2 separate regions of the Mus musculus genome follow, and region 2 is linked to region 1. A link is a contact called in public HiChIP or PLAC-seq data. All regions are on one chromosome and are shown on one strand. The core of a region is the stretch at or near the end of the contact, and the rest is flanking DNA. Distances in the headings are between cores, read along the strand shown. Region 1 overlaps Ttc33 (tetratricopeptide repeat domain 33). Region 2 has its middle 3.8 kb from the start of Gm23139.

Region 1 (3,329 bases), core at 709-3,208:
AATCCTCCCAAGATAGTACAGTGTGTAACCCAGCTCTTCCAAGGCCGCAGTGCCTTCTACAATGACCTCAACAATGTCTTACTTAATTTTCCTCTAGTCCTTCTGGGTACTTTTTTCTGAACTCGGAAATCAGAGTAGGTTTTTGTTTTTTGGTTTTTTTTTGGGGGGGGGAGGGGTTGTTTTGCAACAGGGTCTCACTCTGCAGCCTGGCTGCTTAGAACTCACTATTGTACACCAGCTGGCCTTGAACTCAGAAATCTACCTGACTATGCCATGACAGCCATGACAGCTGGCCTGAGCAGGTGTTTGGATTTTTTGTATGTATGTGTGTTAATTCTTTTAGGCCCATAGTGTGTGTGTGTGTGTGTGTGTGTGTGTGTGTGTTAATTCTTTTAAGCCCACAGAAAATGGAAAATGTCTGAGCACTTAAAAGACACTAATATCACAGTTTCTATCCACTCCATTTGTCCTACCTGCTCCATAAGACTTCTGAAAACAGAGAGAAGCATAGAAGAAATGCTAAGAGGGAACACACGTGGTGTGTTGGGATTGTAAAAACAAGCTCTTCCCTGAAACACAAGAAGCAGTCACCATTCTTACTTTAGTCCATCTCATCATTTCAGTAACCAGTATTATAAAACTCCTAAGACAGAAGATTGTGAGTAGGGAGAGAAAGAACAGAGAAAAGAGAAGGGTGGGGGAGGGGGGAAAGAGGAGAGGAGAGGCGAAGGACAAAGATTCCAGGTACAGCAGAGAGGTCTTAGCTCTGAGATGTTTACCTTGAAGGGTTCTGGTCTCTAGAGCAAAGGATGGCATGTTGTTAGCCAATCCAGTGAGTATTTTAGACTTTGTGAGCAGGATGGCCTCTGTCACAAGTACTTAGCTCTACCATCGTGTCACACATCAGCCACAGTCACGACGGAAGCAGATAAGCATGGCTCTGTCACTACAAAACATTTACTTTCAAACACAAGCAATGGTTTGGTCACCAGTCTCTGCCTGGCCTAGCTACTGATGCAAGTTTACTGTGTTAGCCAAATGTCCTCTTAACTTCACATGTTCTTATCTGCCTAAAAAAACTAGAAGCAGTTATTACAATGCAGCATGTATCATTTATGGAAATTCACAGAGGTCTTTTTCAACTGTCACCACATGTGTTTAAGGAATTAGTGGCAGGGGCCACACGGGGTCAGGGATGTTAAGAGCCCATGAGGAAAACAGCTGTCAAAAGGTTACACTGCTCAAAACGTCACTGCCCCAGTGCTGCAAAGGACGAGGACTTACCATCTCACCACCCAACAAAGCTGCCCATAGACAAAGAACAAGATAAACTAGGAAATTCACCAGGACAGTGACTATAACTCTTTCTATTTCCTCTTTGCATTAGGCAGATATGCATGCATACACACAGAGACACGCACACATGTACAAACACACCTACAGATTTGTATGGAACACAAAAGTAAAGCAAAAAGAAAAGAACGGCTTCTCACCACCACTTCTATTTTGAAAATTCAATCAATGCTTCCAGGTAAGACCTTTCTTGCCTAAATATACAAACATTTAAAGAGCAAAGGAACTGTTTTCCAACAGTTAAGGTGAAGCAAGCAATGAAGAGCTTCAGTCCTAACAGATCCCTGAGCTGCCCCACCCCCTCTGGCTCTCGTTCACGCCCTTGTTCATTTCATAGCTGATCCTTCCCACCGCTCAACAATGGCCCCACTTAGTTCCTCCATCTGGGGCTCACAGGATGCTTGGCACCCAATAAGTCAGTCTGTGGTCTCTCCCAATTCCTGCAGTCTATCTCCTAATTCAACTTCAGTCTGGAACAGACTGAAAAGACACAGCCCTGTTACAGCTGTTGGATAGGAAACAGTAAAAGATAAAAACTTGGTTTAAAGTCACTGTGGTTAATAAATGACCAAAGTCTGATTCAGCCAGTTTAAAGGCAGCCTTAACAACATGGAACTAAACTAGCACAAGGAAGGAAGCAAGGTGAATAGCTCAGGGATTACACAGGGCAGGGTGAGATAATGCCCAACAGTGAGACAAAGAACAGCTGGTGACCAAGCCCAGTAAGTTTGATAACATGCTCACTCACCAGACGAAAGGGCACAATGCTTAGTTACTTTGCTCCCGACTGTATTTCTAATTTACTACAATTCAGTGAGCTATTTAGTTAATGGCATATTTAATAAATATTTATAGGTCACTTTTTCTGGGCGAGGATAAAGAAGGTCTCTACTATTCTTCTAGAACTTTCTAAAGTACTTTTTGGGGAAAAGGGCATGAGAAAAAGATTCCAATGTAAATTCCATGGTTTAAAGAGGGATGTGACATGTAATGACCAAGTATCTTCTCAAAATGGGTGATAGGCAAACAGGAGATTCTTCCAAGGAATGTATATAGCCTGAGACCTGAACGACAAGACAGGACAAACATGAAAATTTGAAGAAAGTCCATTGCAGACAAAGGCAAGAGCCCAAGGCAAGACTAAGCACTTCATGTTCAGAACATAGAAAGTCAAACCAGTACGATTACAGTATAAGGAGAAAGGAAGTAATTATATTAGAGAAGTAGGCCAAATCATGGCCACAGAAAACCTACCAGGCTAGGGTTAGAGGTGTTCATCTAATGTAGTCGTGGTGAAGAATTCATAGCTTTATTAACACTGACGTGACTACATTTCGAAAAGATGTCCAGTCAAGGGAGCAGAATAAGCTATCAGGATATAAACCACATACAATGAGACCAATTCAGGTTTCTTAAGAAACCAGGGATAAGGTATCTCCCAATAAGACCAGGATAACTGCAGTGAAAACTGAGAGTGGATAAAAGCGTATATATGGTATAAGAAACCCCACTTGGGCTGGGCCTGAGGAGTGAAAGAAAGGCATCTAGAAATGATGTCCAGTGGTTATGTGGACAACAGAGCCGGAGGTGAGAGCTTCCTGGCTAACCCTACTGGGATCTCAAGTAAACAAGACAGGGTCGGGGCAAAGGGGAGAAGGAAAATACAGGCCTATGGGATGCGGCCAACAGCTATGCAAATGAACTTAGAGGACCGTTATCATGAGAAACTTCTCAGTGATAGCGATGAAATCAGTGTGTCTCGGAAGCAGACCATGATCGGGGGCTTGGGTGAGGGGTGGTCCCCAGGCTCTTTCCTACGTGCTGTTCTCCCACAAGTCAGAGCTTGTTGCACACAGCCTTAACCCTCACCACTCGCTCCAGAATTTCACCAAGTCTCATCTGGTCAATGTCAAGGGGTAAGAGCCTTTCTACCAGCATTACAAATGGGGTCTCACTAGTCTATTACAATAGTAACA
Region 2 (3,077 bases), core at 571-3,070, 960 kb before region 1:
ATACAAACAAAGAATTATGGGAAATAAATAAAGACAAATATATAAATTATAGACATAGATAAATAAGAAACACATTCTAAAGTTATTAAAATTATGCAATAAAATCAGAAAATTCTCGAATCAAGCCAAAGTAATGACTATCTAGACACTGGAAATATTTATAATGCTAAATAGACAAGATCAGAAATATTTCCTTATGTTATATTTTAGTTAAAATATTGTATGTGTAGAAAAGAGAAAGAGTCTTAAAAGCCACAGGTGAGAAATGCCAAGTCATATACAAAGGAAAGCCCATCTCAACAGCAGATTTTTATATAAAAACTCTAAGAACAATCAGGGTATGTAACTGTTCATTTTAAGCTCTGAGAAACAATGACTCTCCACCCAAAACTTTCAACTCCTTCATAAATGAAAGAGAATAAAATCTTTCAATTTTGATTAATATTAGCAAGTCAGTATTACAGAAGATATACAAAAGAATCGTATACTGAAAAAATTACATATCCTTGAGATTACAGGAACTAATAAACTGGATTAGAACAATAGATAAGCAAATGAAAATTAGGAAAGTACCAGTAAAAAAACAGGAACTAATAAATACCATTAAATAATAACTGAATACTGTCTCCAGTCTCAATAAAAATGAAAGTCCGAAGAATGGATTAAACATCAGGAACACAGCATTTCCTGTCCGAAAATAATGAACCTCACTGTCAAAGACAAACATAATCTAAGAGTTAAAGGGGAGGAAAAGGACTTGTAATCAAGCAAACAGAAATAGGAAGCAAACAGATCCAGCTACATAGCTATCTGACAAAGGAGACTTCAACACTAGTCTGAAGAGACCAAAGTCATTACATACTAGGAGAACAATGAGTTATGAGGATACTGCATTTTGACTATATACTATAAAACAAATGCTACTGGATATAAAGGCACAGATTAACTGTAATAAAGAAATAATGGATGGCTTCATTAGCCCAGGAACAGAAGGACACACACACACACACACACACACACACACACACACACACACACACACACGAACATAAAGTAAATCTTAGCAATCAGAAGAAAATTGAAAACAGTCGTATGTTCTCTGTGATTAGAATGGAATAAAAGTAGAAACAGAATCCTTCTCAACAATAATTTTGGGAAAGTTGAAGGTCCATGTAAGCTAAAACTAGATCCCTGCCTTTCACTTGGCACAAAAATATGTTAAAAATGGATCCGGCACCTTATAGGGAGACCTGAAATTCTGAACCTGTTAGCAGACCACACTGGAGAAGCATCTCAAGGTATAAGCAGTGGAGAGGGTTTATGGAAAGGATTCCAGTTGCTCGAGGTGAAGGAACATCTATATGTTGACAAATGTGACTGCATGAAATTACAAAGTTTTTGCTCAGCAAATGAGAACAAAGCTCGACTCAATAGAAAGGTGCATAAAAAACATCACCTGATAATGTTTAGCAATGTTACTCCTTAGTAAGCAGTCAAGCAGCTAAACAATAACTCCTTAATGCATTTAAAGCAAGAAGTAGAATAGTTCGATTCAGAAATCTTTTTTTTTTTTTTGCCAAGAAATCTGTGTGGCCCGCTCCCATGCCAACTTGTATAAAGCTTACTCGTATTTCACGAAAAAAATGCTTTCAAAGTTGCTTGTGCGTGGAGATCACACAGTATCTGGCAATACTCCTGGTAACTTGAGTGGTTGGATCTGCGAGTCAGCACACCACGCGGAAGGGACCACACTGACAGCCGTGACCTCAGCAAGGAGGTAAAACTAGGGAGAAATTGCAATGTTGACAAGCGAAGCAGCAGTATCAGTAAATTGCTGGGATTCCTTTGCAGAACACAAACATCTCTGTAATGTATTGTCTGGTAATGATTAAGAATGCTGCAGTTGGACTTTTCAGTGTGCCTTAGAAACTTAGAGAGAGAGAGAAGGAAAGTTGGGTATGAAAAAAACCCCACCTGAATTGACATGAATGTTTTAAAATATTTTCCTGTATTTTAAAACTGATCATATAAGAGGTTTATACTTACCCTGACCTTTTAAAGATGGCTGTGTCTTCTGAGGAATGTCTTTCCTGGTCCTTAGGCTGGTGAGGCCTAGGGTAGTCATCCTATTCATTATCTCTTGGTTCTCAACCTTTGGTGTAGCCCGGAAGGCACATGTAGAAAGGTGCCAGAACTCATGGATGTTAGATACTGTTGACACTCAAAGCTTGATCCAATTGCTTCTTTAGTCCCTTTCCTTGTGGATTTTGATGCTAGGCTGCCTTCTAAGTATTGATTATAGTGTTTTCTGCCATGTGTGGCTTTTATCATGGGTTCTGGGGATCAAACTTAAGGCCTCGTGCTTGCACAGCAAGCGATTTACCAACTGAGCTGTCAGGTCAGCCCCTCTTTTGTTTTCAATTAATTGGGGTCAATTTTTGTATCTCTCTTAAGATGAACAGTCTGAATAAAACTACCCATCACAGCTATGATAGGAGCTCAGTGTGTTCTTTTTTTAATTTTTTTTAATTAGGTATTTATTTCATTTACATTTCCATTGCTATCCCAAAAGTCCCCCACACCCTCCCCCACCCACTCCCCCACCCACCCACTCCTGCTTCTTGGCCCTGGCGTTTCCCCTGTACTGAGGCATATAAAGTTTGCGTGTCCAATGGGCCTCTCTTTCCAGTGATGGCCTACTAGGCCATCTTCTGATACATATGCAGCTAGAGACACGAGCTCCAGGGGGTACTGGTTAGTTCATAATGTTGTTCCACCTATAGGGTTGCAGATCCCCCCAGCTCCTTGGGTACTTTCTCTAGCTCCTCCATTGGGGGCCCTGTGTTCCATCCCATAGCTGACTGTGAGCATCCACTTCTGTGTTTGCTAGGTCCCTGCATAGTCTCACACGAGACAGCTATATCAGGGTCCTTTCAGCAAAATCTTGCTAGTGTATGCAATGGTGTCAGCGTTTGGAGGCTGATTATGGAATGGATCCCTGGGTATGGCAGTCTCTAGATGGTCCATCCTTTCGTCTCAGCTTCAAACTTTGTCTCTGTAACTCCTTCCATGGGTGT

Evidence for each region. HiChIP or PLAC-seq counts read pairs in DNA pulled down with a chosen protein or histone mark.
Region 2: a contact with region 1 is called in an H3K27ac HiChIP or PLAC-seq map of extraembryonic endoderm stem cells, with 8 times the contacts expected there. The contact joins two enhancer-like sites. A contact is called at or near these places in 7 of 39 promoter capture datasets (the 3T3-L1 cell line, cranial neural crest, epiblast stem cells and 4 more), 1 of 484 Hi-C or Micro-C datasets (bone marrow-derived macrophages), 6 of 115 datasets of contacts at active chromatin or transcription factors (astrocytes, bone marrow-derived macrophages, extraembryonic endoderm stem cells and 3 more) and 2 of 9 other capture datasets (adipose tissue and liver).

What each region holds. Positions count from the first base shown.
Region 1 is chr15:5,194,785-5,198,113 of GRCm38.p6, reverse strand. The region is part of intron 2 of Ttc33 (tetratricopeptide repeat domain 33); the gene reads right to left. Among named protein-coding and RNA genes, the nearest start is that of Ttc33, 11 kb to the right of the region's middle. Within about 2 kb of position 1,958, at least 57 of the 459 cell types and tissues checked have an H3K27ac peak or open chromatin away from gene starts, as enhancers often do. A contact at or near this core is called in extraembryonic endoderm stem cells, where this site is marked.
Region 2 is chr15:6,153,609-6,156,685 of GRCm38.p6, reverse strand. No RefSeq gene overlaps it. Among named protein-coding and RNA genes, the nearest start is that of Gm23139, 3.8 kb to the right of the region's middle. Within about 2 kb of position 1,820, at least 16 of the 459 cell types and tissues checked have an H3K27ac peak or open chromatin away from gene starts, as enhancers often do. A contact at or near this core is called in extraembryonic endoderm stem cells, where this site is marked.